Linked DNA regions of Hordeum vulgare: region 1 is linked to region 2. The links are chromatin contacts, called in public Hi-C maps. All regions are on one chromosome and are shown on one strand. The core of a region is the stretch at or near the end of the contact, and the rest is flanking DNA. Distances in the headings are between cores, read along the strand shown.

Region 1 (4,302 bases), core at 880-3,379, 560 kb after region 2:
TGACGCCTGCGTCTGCCTCACCGTGTCTGTCGCTAGATCGCCTACCCGACGGCCCCTACGAGGTTACAAACGGCCGACCGACAACCGATCAACACCACACGTCGGGGCACATACGACAATCCCATGTTCAACTGATGCACATGCCCTGTTCCTCCGTTCATCTCTCAGGTATGCTCTTCTCTTGCCCAGATCGAAAAATGTATTGGTAATTCTACGAGATGATTGATTAAGTAACCATATGAAAAATCTATTAGTACTTTCTTCTATCTTTTTTAATGAATTGGATCCCTAAGGGATACGACTCGAAAAAAAAAGTATTTAATGTAGTTACTCATTCAAATTTCAAACTCCAAATGGATTTATAGGACAATTTTTTAAGATAGTTACTTCCATATCAAAGATATTCAATGTAGTTACTCATTCAAATTTCAAGATTTGCTCCTTTTCAATTTTCTGATTTTTTTTTTAGGGAAAAATTTACGCCAAAAATATTACGACCCCACTTTCATCCCATCCTAGGCCCCCAAATTTCTGAAGACGGTCCTGGACTCAAGTTATCAAGCTTAATTATTTAGGAGGATGTTGATTCTCGTACAACTCAGGGATTTAAATTGAAATAAATCTAAAAAAATGCAAGCTTCAATGTCAAATCTGAGATTTGAGCTCTAGTGGGAAGGAAATATCACAGTCCTTCTAACCATCCAACCATGGATTGGTTTGCTGAACAAGACGGTATTATAGACGAACGCGTTTTTATCACACGCACATGCTTAGCTGGCTACAACCCAAGGGGTACAAGTTTTTTTTTTTGAGAAATACCAAGGAAGTGAAGGTTGTGTATCCGATCTATTTTTGCCCTGATTTCGAAGCCCAGAACAGGCCCATGATGATACGTGACGATACCTTCATACTATTTCGATACCTTCATACTATTTTGCAAACGAATCCTACATATATAATTATAATGAACCCACAAACTAGTTAGAGCATCTCTAGTGGATGGTGTATATGAAGGTGGATGGTAAATATACAAGATGCAAACTGAAAAACGCTTTCCAGTGGATCGTGTATACGGGCGTGCAAGTTTTACACGTCCATCCACGAGGCTACTCCTCGTGGAAATAAACACGCCTCGGCCACGCTCGTGGACGGAAACGAGCTGCTCCCGCCATCCTCCCGCCCTGCTCCTGCCATCCTCCCGCCTTCGTCCAGAGGCCATCGAAGCTCGCCGGCGACCACTCCCCTCTGGTAAGCTCTCTCCCTCCCTTCTATTTTCCATTCCCGTCGGTAGAGAGGAGGCGCGGGACGCCGGGCGGCCGACGCACCGCTGGCCAGATCTGGGGACGGCGGCGCGCGCCATGGAGAGGGGAGGGCGGGGAGAGAGGGGCGGGGGGAGGGCGGTGGCGCTGCGTGCGGGGCGGCGCTGCGTGCGGGGCGAGATGCAGGGGCGGGGCGGCGCTGCGTGCGGGGCGAGATGCAGGGGCGGGGCGGCGCTGCGTGCGGGGCGAGATGCAGGGGGCGCGGGCGAGATGCAGGGGCGGGGCGGCGCTGCGTGCGGGGCGAGATGTAGGGCGGGGCTACAATGCGCTGTTAATTGCTGTTAGTTGTCGTTATTGCAGAATTTGCTGTCGGATTGCTGTTAATTGTTGTTAATTGCTGTTATTGCAGAATTTGATGTCCATTGCTGTTAATTGCTGTTATTGCAGAATTTGATGTCCATTGATAGCTGCATTACAAATATAGCCGTTTGAAAATATATTCGTTGAAATATACACGTCCTAATTTACACGTTCCATTGAAAAATTGGAACGTGTATAATTTAACAACGTGTATATAGACGTGTAAATGAAGATATACATGTTCAAATTTACACCATCAACTAGAGATGCTCTTATAACTGGGTAGAGCCAAACGGATAGAAGGAAAGGGTTGTGAGTTCGAATCTTAGTATAGATATAGTCATATAGATATATTCAGTCTTTCCCTGCAAAAAAAAAAAGGGTCTGACAGAGTTATAAAAAGGGGCACACAGAAAAAGTAGCACCGATGATCATTGCTTAGTGCTCAGAATAATGCAAGCGGGAGCAGCACAGCACCTACAAAGCATGTGCTCCACCGTCGGGTCACGTACCCAGCAAGATCACCACACATGTTTGTTTTGCTTTTAGAAGAAGATTACCACATAAGTTAGTCAACGCATGAGAGCCATGCATTCATCTCGTTTATGCAGCGCTGCCGACTGATCTACAGCCATACATTCCACCTCGTTTGTGTGGCGCTGCCGACTGATCTACAGCCATAAATTCCATCTCGTCTATGTGGCGCTGCCGTGTTAGTTTTGTACAACGCCACTGCGTCCATACATTCGCATGCCCCATCCGTTTGGAAGGAGAAAATCCATGCAGACCTTACGTCTACCAAACAAAAGTTGCGTACCACAAAGCAGACAAGTCAGCAAAAGCTCCAATGGAAACATTAGCATAATAATCCGATAGAAAACACAAAATTAAATATCAGCCCAGCCGTAATTAAATATGAGCCCAGCTACGGCCGCCAATCCTAGTGCTGCTATTAGTATCGCAGCTTACAACAAGGCCTGTTCTGGACACACAAGGAAACAAGAGTTGGTAATGTGGCATGGTTCTGCATCAGCCAGCGGTCAGCAGCCATTTTCTAATCAACAGTCTCGTCGTCCTTGTCAGTTGCCTGCGGACCGGTGGACGAAGGGGAGTAGCCCGGTGCAGTCGGGGAGTAGCTTGCGCTGGGGCTGCACGCTCAAAACCGCAATTGTCAGAAGAGCTAATTGCGCACTTTCATCAGGGGTAAATGAGATAAACCTCACGCATTATTTACCTGTAGTTCGGAGATGTCGGGCTGTAATCTGGGCTAGGTCCACCGGAGCTAGTGTGCGGGCTGCAGCACTCACGCAATGAGTTAGGAAACCCATGTATTATTGTTGCAGCAACAGCATTTCTCTAAGTTAAAAACAAGGGGTGATTATCAACAGAAATGGGCTCACCTTGTCGGGCTGTATGACGGGCTTGGTTGTGCATAAGATGGTGAGGTGGGCGAGTAGGTCGGTGAGGTCGGACTGGAGAGGAGAAACGGAGATGTAATCAAAATAGAGCATAGACATGCATGGAGCACAACACCAAAAGGAAAGTAGTCTATCTATCAACAGAATACCTGTAGTTCGGAGAAGTCTGACTGTACGGGCTCATCATCCTTGGGCTGCTCGGAGAATAAGCATGTGAAGGACTGTACTTGGCCGAAGAAGGATTGTAGCTCGGTGAAGTTGGGCTGTAGTTCGGTGAAGTAGGGCTGTAGCTCGGTGACGTCGGGCTGTAACCAGGCGATGTAGGGCTGTATGCAGGCGATGTAGGGCTGTATGAGGGCGAAGTAGGGCTGTATGAGGGGGATGTAGGGCTGTATGAGGGCGACGTCGGGCTGTATGAGGGCGAAGTCGGGCTGTATGAGGGAGATGTAGGGCTGTATGAGGGAGAAGTTGGGCTGTATGATGGAGAAGTAGGGCTGTAAGATGGCGAAGTCGGGCTGTATGCAGGAGATGTCGGGCTGTATGCTGGTGAGGTCGGGCTATAAACCGGAGATGTTGGACTATAGCTCGGCGATGTGGGGCTGTAGCTTGGTGATGTGGGGCTGTAGCTCGGAGACGTGGGGCTGTAGCTCGGTGATGTGGGGCTGTAGCTCGGTGATGTTGGCGAGTATGATGGACTGGTCGGAGAGTATGATGGACTGGTCGGACTGTAGGAAGGGGAGCCAGGCGTATATGATGGAGATGTGGGACTGTAGCTGGGTGATGCAGGGCTGTATGATGGAGAAGTGGGACTGTAACCATGTCCTGGCCCTGGGCTGAACACCGGAGAAGACGGACTGTAACCACCTCCAGAGGATGGGCTGTAGTTCGACGGGACGGGTGAGAATGCCATGCCTCCAACATATGGTGAGAACTGAGCATCTGTAATGGGGGAAGCCCTGAAATTTGGACTCAGCATTGGTGACATCATTCCTCCATCACGGTACGGTGTCGCAGACATGGGCGAACGCGCTGGTGTCATGCCGTAGTCCAGACCTTCAACATAGCTTGGGAGTTGAAGCTCAATGGCTTGCTGCAGCATCTGGTCATTCAGATACAATCCACAACCTCCTGTACCAATAGGAGCAAGCTGGCCAAGCATAATGTTCTCGGTGACACCTCTCAGGTAATCAGATTCCGCATATACAGCAGCATCAAGCAAGATATCCACTGTTTCTTCAAAAGAACACCTCATGAGGGGCCCTGTG
Region 2 (3,820 bases), core at 1,264-3,763:
CACATCGAACAACGTCTACAAAAACGACTTGCGAGTTGGAAAGGAAAATTACTATCCCTCGGAGGAAGACTGATTCTCATAAATTCAGTACTCACTAATATGGTACTGTATATGATATCTTTCTTCCAACTATCCAAAGGAGACCTGCATAGATTGGATTATTTCCGATCGAGATTCTTTTGGCAAGGGGATAGTGAGAAGAAGAAATATCGACTCGCTAATGGAACGTCGTATGCCGACCAAAAGACCAGGGAGGACTGGGGATACATGACCTACAGGTTAAAAACGCAGCCCTCTTGGGTAAGTGGTTGTTTAAGCTACTTACGGAGGATGGTGTCTGGCAAACACTCCTTAAACGAAAATACATAGGCACAAAACCATTATCACAGGTACAATGGAGACCCGGTGACTCGCATTTTTGGGCCGGCCTAATGGCGACTAAGAAACATTTCTTTCGCTTTGGCGTATTTAAGATTAAGGATGGTTCGGAAATTAGATTCTGGGAGGACAAGTGGTTAGGGAATACCACACTCCGAGAACAATATCCGGCTCTATAGAATATAGTCAGACACAACGGTGCTACACTTGTTTCCGTTATACAAGCGTCGCCACCGGTCATGACGTTCAGACGGGATTTAATTGGTGCCAGACTATAGTCTTGTATTACCTTACTGGGACGCCTGGCCACGATTCAGCTGTCACAAGGGACCGATGAGTTCCATTGGAATCTATGTGAGAACGGGAAATACTCGGTGGATTCCATGTATAGAGCACTAACACGGGCTCAAGTGCGAGTCGATAATAACAAAAAATATGGCGCATGAAGGTACCACTAAAACTAAAGATTTTTGCGTGGTACCTTCGGAAAGGGGTCATTTTAACTAAAGATAACCTAGTCAAACGAAACTGGCACGTCAATATGAAATGTGTATTTTGTCCCAAGAAGAGAGCATAAAACATTTATTCTATGAATGCCAATTCGTTGTCTATTTGGTCCGCTATCCATATAGCTTCCAACTTATATCAACCTACTTCAGTTGCCAATGTTTTTGGTAACTGGCTATTTGGGATAGATACTAAGTTTAGAACCATTTTATGGATAGGAGCGCTTGTCGTTATATGGTCGCTCTCGCTCAGTAGAAATGACAAGATTTTTAATGATAACAATTATTCTCGACTGGAGGTTATCTTCTGGTGTACAGGTATTCTCCGTCCGTGGTCTACATTACAACAGATGGAGTTTTGCGACCTTTTTGTGGAGGCTTCTGTACGATTGAAGAAAGTGGCGAGGGATATTTTTATCCTACATGAATGGTAGTGTGACCTCCGGATAGGCCCTCCATAGGCAACGACGATTTACTTCTACTAAATTGCATTACGTCGTTTGTTGTTTCACTAGTTTCAGATATTTTAATTTTTTATTGTGTGCATCCTAGCTATGCAAAGACCGGGTGTAATACTTAAACTTTAAGTAATAAAAGCCCATTATAAGAAAAACATATACCATGACCGTTAAGCTTCATTAGGTCATGGGTTGACCCTGCACAAGAAATGCGTAGTGTTGTATAATCCATATCGTGCATGTACATATCATGGGTGCATATTGTGGGTCAACAGCCAAGTTGAATTCCCCTGCAAAATGTGATATTACTTTTGAGCGTACGCTGGACAAGTCTCTTGGTTTTCCCTTATCGGGTAATAGTTGAACGTATGGTCTTTCTCGTCAGCAGGAAGTCTTCATCTTTTTCTTGAGATAGTGCGATGTTGACCTGTGGAAACCACGACATAAGAAATTTCACATGTGTCATATGAATACATCGATTTGCATGAAGGGATCAGACATCAGAGCGTATATGAAAAAACAAATAAAAAGAGCACAGTTGTTGTTCTTGCTCCTGTCTAACTCAATCCAATCTCACAAAATCTTTTCTTTTTCTTTTTCTGTTTTGCAACATAAGGTTGGAATGATGATAGAAACTAGAAGTGAGACAGAAGCATGACTCTCAGCCTCACACTATACAATCCTCGTCGCCCTATTACCTTGGCCGCACCTTGGCATGAGTGTAACTTAATAGAAAGGTATTTAACTTATATTTGTATCTTATCGACCACCAGCAATTTTTGACCGAAAACCAAACGACAAGTAGAGACGTGGCTTTTTTAGGACCAATTAAAAGGAAAACAGTAATCCAAACAGGGACATATGAGTGTTTGAATCTATTAGAGTTTTTTTTTTGATTTTTTGGAGCCGAGGAACCAAGTGATCTTACACGAGATATGCTGATTTTCTGTTAGAAAAAAGGAATGGCTGCTCATTGCTGCTTGAAGAGAAGCAAAACATTAATTCGTTTCTGTGTGACTGTCAAGATCAAACCCTAATAAGGTTCCAATGTCATATCAAAGGTGGTCCTGCCCTCAAACAAAAAAATGTTCCATCAACTCCACGGGGATGGAGTTGTCTCGTCACTTCACTGCTTTGGGGCACGAGCACTTCCAAACGCAGATGAGATTTGTTCGAATATAAGTCCAACAGTTATGGGAGAAAAGGACATGGTTTCTCATGGGAATGAACACTATGCACTGCCGATGCGAGATAAACCTAAGAATATATACTGAAAAATAGTCATGCGCGTCATAAACACACATACCTTTCGCCCAAGTTGATGATCAAAGTTCTTCCTTGGATAGTGTTACAAAAAGGAATTAATTTGGAAATCTTCGAAGGTGGTGACTGGGGGCGAACTCTACGTGCATGACACCAGCCCTTTCATCACCAATATTCTACTTTTAGAGAACATTTACCAAAACTATTCTTAGGAATATATTTGGTATTGTGAATAATTCTTTTGATGCAGATGTTTTACGCCCCTGTAACACGACGGAAAATCGATTCCAACATGGACACCAATTTAAATGTACCAGATAGGCCTGACTTTGCAAAGTGGGGATTTCATGCCATCTTAAAGCACACCTTTCTAACCATGAAGGTAAAAAAAAGAATGTATTTAATTAGCAATTTTTGAAGTGGTGACCGGTGAAGAAATATGTACACAAGACACCTCTCATCGACCGTGTTTGGCTTTTAAAAACGTATTTTCTGAAGATTCTTATCAGCAATCGATCGACCATGAGAAGACGGCAGTTTGAGTCTTTTTAGAGTGTCAACTGCTATTTTACTACTCCCCTCGTTTTTAAGTATAAATTTTTTAAGAGGTTTTACTATAGACTATATATAAATATATATAGACATATTTTAAAATGTATGTATATTTTTTATATGTAATTTTTAGTAAAATCTCTATAAAGATTTATACTATTTAAGAACGGAGGGAGTACTGCCTTCGTTTTTTCTAATGTAAAACTTTTTGACAGTTCTTATAGGGTGGGAGCCCAGGTTCTACCTGCAAACATCTTAGAGGAAGTGAAAACATCTATAACCGGACGCGTTAAATGCGCTCTCATATGCTCGTGTATGCGCTCGATCAATGGGCGGACAGATAAGGGGAAAAATCCAATCGGATCCCTCATATTATCTCTATACGTTCGGACTATCCGTGAACCCTTTCATTGAGGACAAATATAGGGATGATATGAGGGTTCGTGGACATGTCCAGTGACGGATCCAGGATTTGAAGTTACGAGGGGTGAAATTTTAAACGAAAGAAAAATCAAAGGCACAATACAATCAAATAAGACAATCAATAAAAATAATTGGCCAAAAATATGCATGCATGCAAGACGAAATTAAGAAAGTACTTTATTTTTGAAGAACTAGGCAAAAATTATCAAAGTAGTTTTATTCTCAAGAACTAGGCAAAAA

What was found. A called contact is a pair of places that touch in the nucleus more often than the background predicts.
Region 1: a Hi-C map of leaf shows a contact between it and region 2, with 2.6 times the contacts expected there. The contact joins two enhancer-like sites. A contact is called at or near these places in 3 of 6 Hi-C or Micro-C datasets (leaf and seedling).

The regions. Positions count from the first base shown.
Region 1 is chr7H:384,827,197-384,831,498 of MorexV3_pseudomolecules_assembly, forward strand. It overlaps LOC123407901 (DNA-directed RNA polymerase II subunit RPB1-like), which reads right to left. Exons shown (of 14, transcript XM_045101142.1): 11 at 3,187-4,302; 12 at 3,020-3,091; 13 at 2,854-2,913; 14 at 2,458-2,767. The coding sequence ends at 2,674. Among protein-coding and RNA genes, the nearest start is that of LOC123407901, 13 kb to the right of the region's middle. Within about 2 kb of position 2,130, at least 3 of the 3 cell types and tissues checked have open chromatin away from gene starts, as enhancers often do. A contact at or near this core is called in leaf, where this site is marked.
Region 2 is chr7H:384,262,483-384,266,302 of MorexV3_pseudomolecules_assembly, forward strand. No RefSeq gene overlaps it. Among protein-coding and RNA genes, the nearest start is that of LOC123411365, 180 kb to the right of the region's middle. Within about 2 kb of position 2,514, at least 1 of the 3 cell types and tissues checked has open chromatin away from gene starts, as enhancers often do. A contact at or near this core is called in leaf, where this site is marked.